Linked DNA regions of Gossypium arboreum: region 2 is linked to region 1. Evidence: chromatin contacts called from public Hi-C data. All regions are on one chromosome and are shown on one strand. The core of a region is the stretch at or near the end of the contact, and the rest is flanking DNA. Distances in the headings are between cores, read along the strand shown.

What was found. Hi-C and Micro-C count contacts between places; a contact is called where the count stands out from the background.
Region 2: a contact with region 1 is called in a Hi-C map of leaf, with 7 times the contacts expected there. The contact joins two enhancer-like sites. A contact is called at or near these places in 2 of 5 Hi-C or Micro-C datasets (both in leaf).

What each region holds. Positions count from the first base shown.
Region 1 is chr9:45,042,054-45,045,506 of ASM2569848v2, forward strand. LOC108457317 reads left to right here. Exons shown (of 14, transcript XM_017756308.2): 13 at 2-81; 14 at 207-1,288. The coding sequence ends at 285. Among protein-coding and RNA genes, the nearest start is that of LOC108457317, 10 kb to the left of the region's middle. Within about 2 kb of position 1,783, at least 2 of the 2 cell types and tissues checked have an H3K27ac peak or open chromatin away from gene starts, as enhancers often do. A contact at or near this core is called in leaf, where this site is marked.
Region 2 is chr9:45,772,134-45,775,512 of ASM2569848v2, forward strand. It overlaps LOC108456877 (protein CASP), which reads right to left. Exons shown (of 19, transcript XM_017755607.2): 17 at 3,013-3,092; 18 at 2,245-2,337; 19 at 1,941-2,159. The coding sequence ends at 2,099. Among protein-coding and RNA genes, the nearest start is that of LOC108456877, 18 kb to the right of the region's middle. Within about 2 kb of position 1,523, at least 2 of the 2 cell types and tissues checked have an H3K27ac peak or open chromatin away from gene starts, as enhancers often do. A contact at or near this core is called in leaf, where this site is marked.

The sequences.
Region 1 (3,453 bases), core at 533-3,032:
GGAAAAAGTGTTATGTAGGGTGTGCTTTGAGAGAGAGATAAGTGTGGTTTTGCTCCCCTGTAGGCATCGTATTCTTTGCAGGTATAAGGTCCTTTTGATGTGATTGCATTTAAAGATGTATCCAAATGAAACTCAATCCTTTTCTCTCTTAATCAGATATTATTTTATTATTCTATATTAAGCTCATCAGTTCCTTTGCATTGCAGTACCTGCTGCGAGAAGTGTAGAAAATGCCCTATCTGTCGGGTCTCCATTGAAGAACGCTTACCTGTATACGATGTTTAAATGGAAGTGCAGAGCAAATATCAAATAACCTAACAGGTCAGATGTTTTTATAAAGTTCTCATACTAGAGTGTTGCCAGTTTGAATTGACGTGAGCTAGTATAAAGATATAGAATATACATGCTATAAGTACAAAAAGATTTTTCTCCGTTATTTTATATCTAATTACAGGAAATGTAAATATAGTTTCATGATAGGAATGAGATTCTGACATGGGTTGTAAGGTTTTGCTAGCTTGTTTATTGGATCAGTAGTGCAGAATGACAAGTTACGGTCCTTTTTTTTTTAAAAAAATTGTAAAACTGTAGAATTAATACTACTTGCCAGTTTATTCTGTGTATTCATTTATTCCTTTTTTGCTTTTTTCTCAACTTTTTTCTAACTTGTTACTTTTTGAGTTGGGATGAATAAAATAGTAATTGTGCCCAAGACCAGACCTGAAGTTGGTTAATAGATAAACTTATGGAGAGAAGTAAAAAGAATTATTGGGTGATGTGAAAAATATGTGATGCTTCTTGGTGTAGCAGTGGATTTGGCATTTATTGGTTGATAGTGTAATAGAGAGATGAGCAGAGTTGAATATCCGTCGTCTCCTACTGAAGCCAATGCCTTATCGGAATCTGGGTTATGTTTGAAAATGGACTTTGGTCGACTGTTTTTTAGATTCGGCCGCATCATCTATTTAAATCGGACATTAACAATTTTTCTATTTAAAAAGTAACATTTACATGAAGGCGTTTTATATTAAATCTTCATTTGGTTTATAAGGAGTTCAGCATAATTTTATTTTTGACCCATGTCTTGAATGTGCCATAATGATCACATTTTCTTTTTCTTCAATGTAATAGAAAGATAATAATGAGTGTAATATGAACTCCCAAGAAACAACTACGGAAAGATAGAGCTTTGCATAAATCCTAATGGGAGGTTTTCCAAAATGTTACAATCAATGTTTTTTTTTTTTTAAATTGGATTGGTGGTTAAATCAATCAAATTATTGGTTCATCGGTTGATCTTGTTTAGTTTAATGATTTAATCAGTTTGATTAAAAAAATTAGAAGAATTTGATTCAACTGTCAGTTCAATAAGTTTTCTAGTCGTCAATCTATTCATATTGATTTTTCATTTAATTGGTTTTAGATTATTTTTATAGATTGATCTTTTGGTCAATTTTTAGTTCAATCGAATTGACTTATGGATCCGGTGTAGTTCATACTCTGAAAACGGAAATAAGCAGAATGGCATGAAAAGAAAAATGCTCTACAAATATCGGTGGCAGGGAAGGGAACACGGACCTCATGGGCCAAACTAATATGCCCAACTGCCTGCATTGAGACAAGGACATCATTTGCCTAACCTTCTGCATATTTCCAATCTATACGAGATGAAGCCAAAACCTACATATTATTACCCAAAGGCAAATATGCAGATATAATAAAACCTTAAAACTCATCAGACATCACTTCAAACATTGCCCTCAATATTTAATAACCTCGAATCCCATGCCCAACTAATCACCTCTTCCTTGCTACTTTACAGCTGCAAATAACCCACACTTCCTTTCTTTTTCTTTTAAACTCAATATATTAATAAATAATCTTTCATAATTAAATCAAATAGTAGACGATCAAAATCACAAAAGAACCCCAAATTCAAAGTTGCAAAGAGGGATGAATTCAAAGGAAGCAAGCCCTTGTCGTTGTTTCTTCCACATTTCTTGCAGCCTCGAGTACGCTTTGTGTATTTCAAAAAAAAAAAAAAGGTTGTACACTTCGTAAACCATAAAACTACCACAAATGAGCCCAACAACCCAAAAAAATTAAAAATAAAATCATACATGGTAATGGGATTTTGTCCCCATAAAGCAAGAACCTAAAAAGGTGGTAACACATGGTTTATATCTACATCATTCGTATATGTTCTATGTGACCCAGCATACCTATTGTTTTCCTCTAACTACATGTTCAATGCCTCCACCAATCTGGGAAGAATGTGCCACAAACCGAATGGCTTCGACTTATATATATATATATATATATATAGAAGTATCCGGTTCATATTTAACACATGTACAAATTTAATTTTCAAGCATCCATCAAATACATGAAATTTTAAAAAAAATAAATCTAACGATTACCATGCTGACATATGTGGCATTCACATCTATGTTGAAGTAATATAGCTCTTAGAAAATAAGCATTGCTTGTGATTTTCTTGTAGCTTTCTTTCTGGCATGCGTGTTGACATAAAGGTGACTAAATCCTCTCACCACTACCTTCTTTTATACAATCATGTCTCCTGCAATTTCACAAAATTTTCTTCACTTGATGATTTTAAATGACAAATTGTTAGTATCCACCATGTTTTTTCAACTATATTAGCAGAAGCTAGAAAAAAGGTAGAAAAATTTTCGTGGATTTTGCTATATCTTTCGCTTCTAATAGGTAGTTGAAGATTCATGTTGCTTTGGTTATATATTAGGGAAAAATGTGTCTTTTGGCTACTTCAAATCCCATCACAGTTTTCTTTTGGTAGTCTTTATGGTTGCAATTCAGTGTTTTTTTATTGTCTTTTTGGTTAAAAGATACAAGCTTTCATTATTTTTTATTTATTTAGTTTTTGTGAATAATTATTTATTTTGAAAAGTCTTTATTCAAATTTAGGAAGTAGAGTTTGAGAAAGCTAATGATAGATGAAAGGTGAAATCCCAAATTTCTTAAATATTTATGATTCGAAAGTTATTCAGATTTGAATGTAAGTGTTAGATATAGGCATGTATGTTGATTTTTTTATTTTTTATTTTTGTTTCTGTTAAGTTTTTCCATGTGTTTGGAGGCATTATATCTCATTACCCACATTTGATTTTTGAATAGGTGTTAGGACATGAATGCTCAAATAGATAATATTAAAGAAAATGAAAAATAGAAATAACATTAATTTAGTGTGCGTTTGTTTTACGGAAAATGATTTATGGAAAATATTTTCTATATTTTCTTATATTTGTTTCATGGAAAATAGCTTGATCAGTGAAAAATGGCTTATAGGAGGATTGAAAATAAGCCAATTTTCCTTCAAATTGATAATATTTTAAAAATGGTAAATCATTTTTCATAAAAGAGCTACATTATGAGTAGTTTTAATTTTATATAAAATTAACTTAATCAAACTTA
Region 2 (3,379 bases), core at 273-2,772, 730 kb after region 1:
TCTTTCGACATCCCAACAAAGGCCTTGAACCAACATTTCGGATACCACTTGTCACGGGCTAGACCTTTCGTCTCAGACCATGCGGCCTTAGCGATTTGTTTCGTCCAAACTCGCCCAAGTCACTTTTTACTCGAATGAGGATTCCTTAAGAACTCCTCCAAAGCACCAACTCAGACAAATGAAGCAAACTTGTGCCAAAAGAAGCTTAAAAAGAACAACAGAAAGGAACGCTCGCAAAGTGTTTGAGTAAATGCTCTCTATTCTCTTATTCACAAAGAATAATGAAACAATGAATGGAGTGAGTACAAATGAGGGGGAGGCTCTCTATTTATACTTGAGCTCCCCCAAAACCGACGGTCAAGATACAATTATATCGACGGACGAGATTAACCAATCCCCTAATTTAAGGGATTTTACAAGATACTTCCATATCAAATCCTATCTAATCTTTACAAGATATGATTCCCTCTATCTTTAAAGATTAGTTACCATAGTTGCCTAAGTTGCCATATCTTCGCTATCGGGCCAACCAGGCTTCAATCTGACAGGCTTCTCCAAGTCGTGGGCCAAATGATCTCCATCTAAGTAATAGACCTCCATCGGATGCATTCGGTTCGATGGTCACGGGCTTTGAACTCTGGCCCGTGACATTAGTACCCAAACAAAAAGTGATTAATCTACTGGTATAGTACTGGCTATCTTGCTTGTGACACTAATTTAGTCAATAATTTAATTATAGTAAAGATGTTTATTAAATAATAACTTTTAAATATTCACAAATTTAATTTATAATTAACTTATTACACCAACTCAAATAAAAATATTATAATAATATAGAAACAACATCTATCATATTTGAAAGTTGAGAACTTCTAATTAGGATCAAACCAATTCATAAATATGAAAATATAAACGCTTAATGTTGCTCTCTTAGCAAAACAAGCTTGGCGATTGTTAGCTAATCTGAACTCGTTTGTTGCATGTTTGTTAAAGGCTAAATACTAATATTGTGAAAACCAAACCAGACCGGCCGGTCGAACAAAAAACCGGAAAAGTACCGGTCCGTTCAACAGAAAAAATCCTTTTGAACCGAGTATCAGGAAAAACAGGTCGAACTGGCTTTTGGAAATTTTGAACTCCCTGGGTTAGGTCAAGCTGGAAAAACGACCCAATAATAAAAAAAGTCTGGTTCTTTTCAACTATGAGACCAAAGCAGAAAAAACTAAATGAAAATAAATTTAAAATTTCGAAAACTAAAAGCTAATGTCCTAAATCTACCCGTGACCCTCACGCCCCACAGTCCCACACCCATCAGGCCGTCAGATTCTTCAGCCCCAGAATAGCAGCGTCTGCTCTGCCTCACCCACCCTCAATCTAGAAGGGTTTAAAGTTTAAATAGTAGAGTAATGAAGAAGAAACGTTAAGGAAAAAGAAAAAAATATGAAGAATTGAAAAAAAGAAAAGAAGCTAGAGTGAAGAAGCCAAAGTAATCTCATCAGAAAAGAAAAGAAAAGAAAGAACAGTGAAGGTCACCCACTTATAGTATTCACGAATAAGAAGAAAAAAATAAATCCAATATTAAAATAAGTAAAAAGTATGGTGTTACACGCCTTGAACTAGCTAATGGTTGGATTCAATGTCTACTCAGTGAAGAACGGAAATGTTTGGCTGAAGCTTTGCGACTTTGATTACCCAGACTTTTCATTTCTTCGATAGTTTTGTTTTTTCAACCTGCTGTTTTGCGTTCTCTCTTCCGAGTTTCAAGACTTTGTATTTCCCCCTAATTTATTATTATTATCAGCTGGCATTTTCCTCAAAAAGAAAAATTTTGAAATCGAATTTCCTCACCTCCATTTTTAAGACAACAATCTCAATTTTTTTAAAAGAAAAATACGTGCACTAGAATTAGAATGGCGTAAAAAATCAAGTTGAGCAAAAACTTAAGATCGAAAGACAGGGATGTATAGTATTAGCTATTTTGAACATAACATGATTGTGTTACATGTACAGTTTATTAAGTTTGTAAATTTAATTTCAATGCCATATTCTTCTCACAAGAACAAACCATAAATGAAGAAATGGCTAAGGGTAGATGTCACTAATATCCACGCGGGCGGTACAAGTTTTTCTCAACGACGGCAGTTTCCTCAGAGCCATGGCTGCATTAACAAAAAATACTTGGAGTCAGATTAATCTGAAAGGAAATCTGGCTTAGTTATATTAATGATTAGGGCACATTATCACCTGAGGTAGCTTAGAGCGGACATTCGGTATAGACAAGTAAACACTAGGATATGCAAACCAATTGTGTAGAAAAATGCAAACGTTCGAGCATACCTGCACTTACAAACCAAGTATTTCATTAGCAAATCAACAAATTTTCTAAGCAAGCAGGTATTATTGCGTCCACACGTCACGGAGAGAATTGCTCCAGACTCCCTTATACAATGGTGACCACATTAATTTAACCACGGCCCAACAAAAATGTGCTACTACTATTCTTATTTGATATATACAAGGGCTATAACACCCAAAAGAATGTAAAGGTACATGCACATAGAAATTCTGCTCATTTACAAATGCACATTTGTAGACAGGGAACGACACTCGGACCAAAGTTGACCTATAATAAGCATTTGAATGAAGTCAACGACCTTACACAATCATCCTGCCTTAAATGATACAAACCCCAGATCCAATTACCATTCGGTTTGCTGTTTGCAAAGTAAAACGAGAAAAAAAGTTGAGCCTACTAAAGACATACCCAACCTACGTGAAACCTATATTCACCCGCTTAAGAGTGACTATCCTCAAGAAAAAAAATGAAGTGGAAAGAAGACAGAGACCTAAACTCCTCACAATGCTAGACACCCCAAATCTACCAGCGTGATTGCCACCTTTACAAATGTGTATACACTCGAAAAGAAAAATGCAAGAAATGGGACAAGAGATCCTGCCAAATAAAGAATACTATACACTGTATATGCAATAGATGATGAAACAAAACCATACTTGTTTCCCAGAAGAAAACGTCCGCTGCTGAGTGTGATTCTGTCTCTGAAGCCCAGCTCCTTGTATCTTTGATCCCTCTCCTATGTAATAAATGAAACTGATTATTCTATTATGCCCAACAAACAGCATGAATAAAAATGTGACCTGAACTCGAAGATTCCATGAATGTAAATGTTAACTGGATTATTTTGATGTTCTCATATGAGTTGGCATGGATGGTAAAAAGCTGAGAGTTTGCATTTCTTGGCTGTTCAACTTTGTTCCCAACTAAAATAAGCTTTACAAGGACAATTCTTCTTCATTTATATTTGCCTGATAAAAAAATGTCTCATAGCAACGTACAAGGGTGTGTATCGACATCTTATTT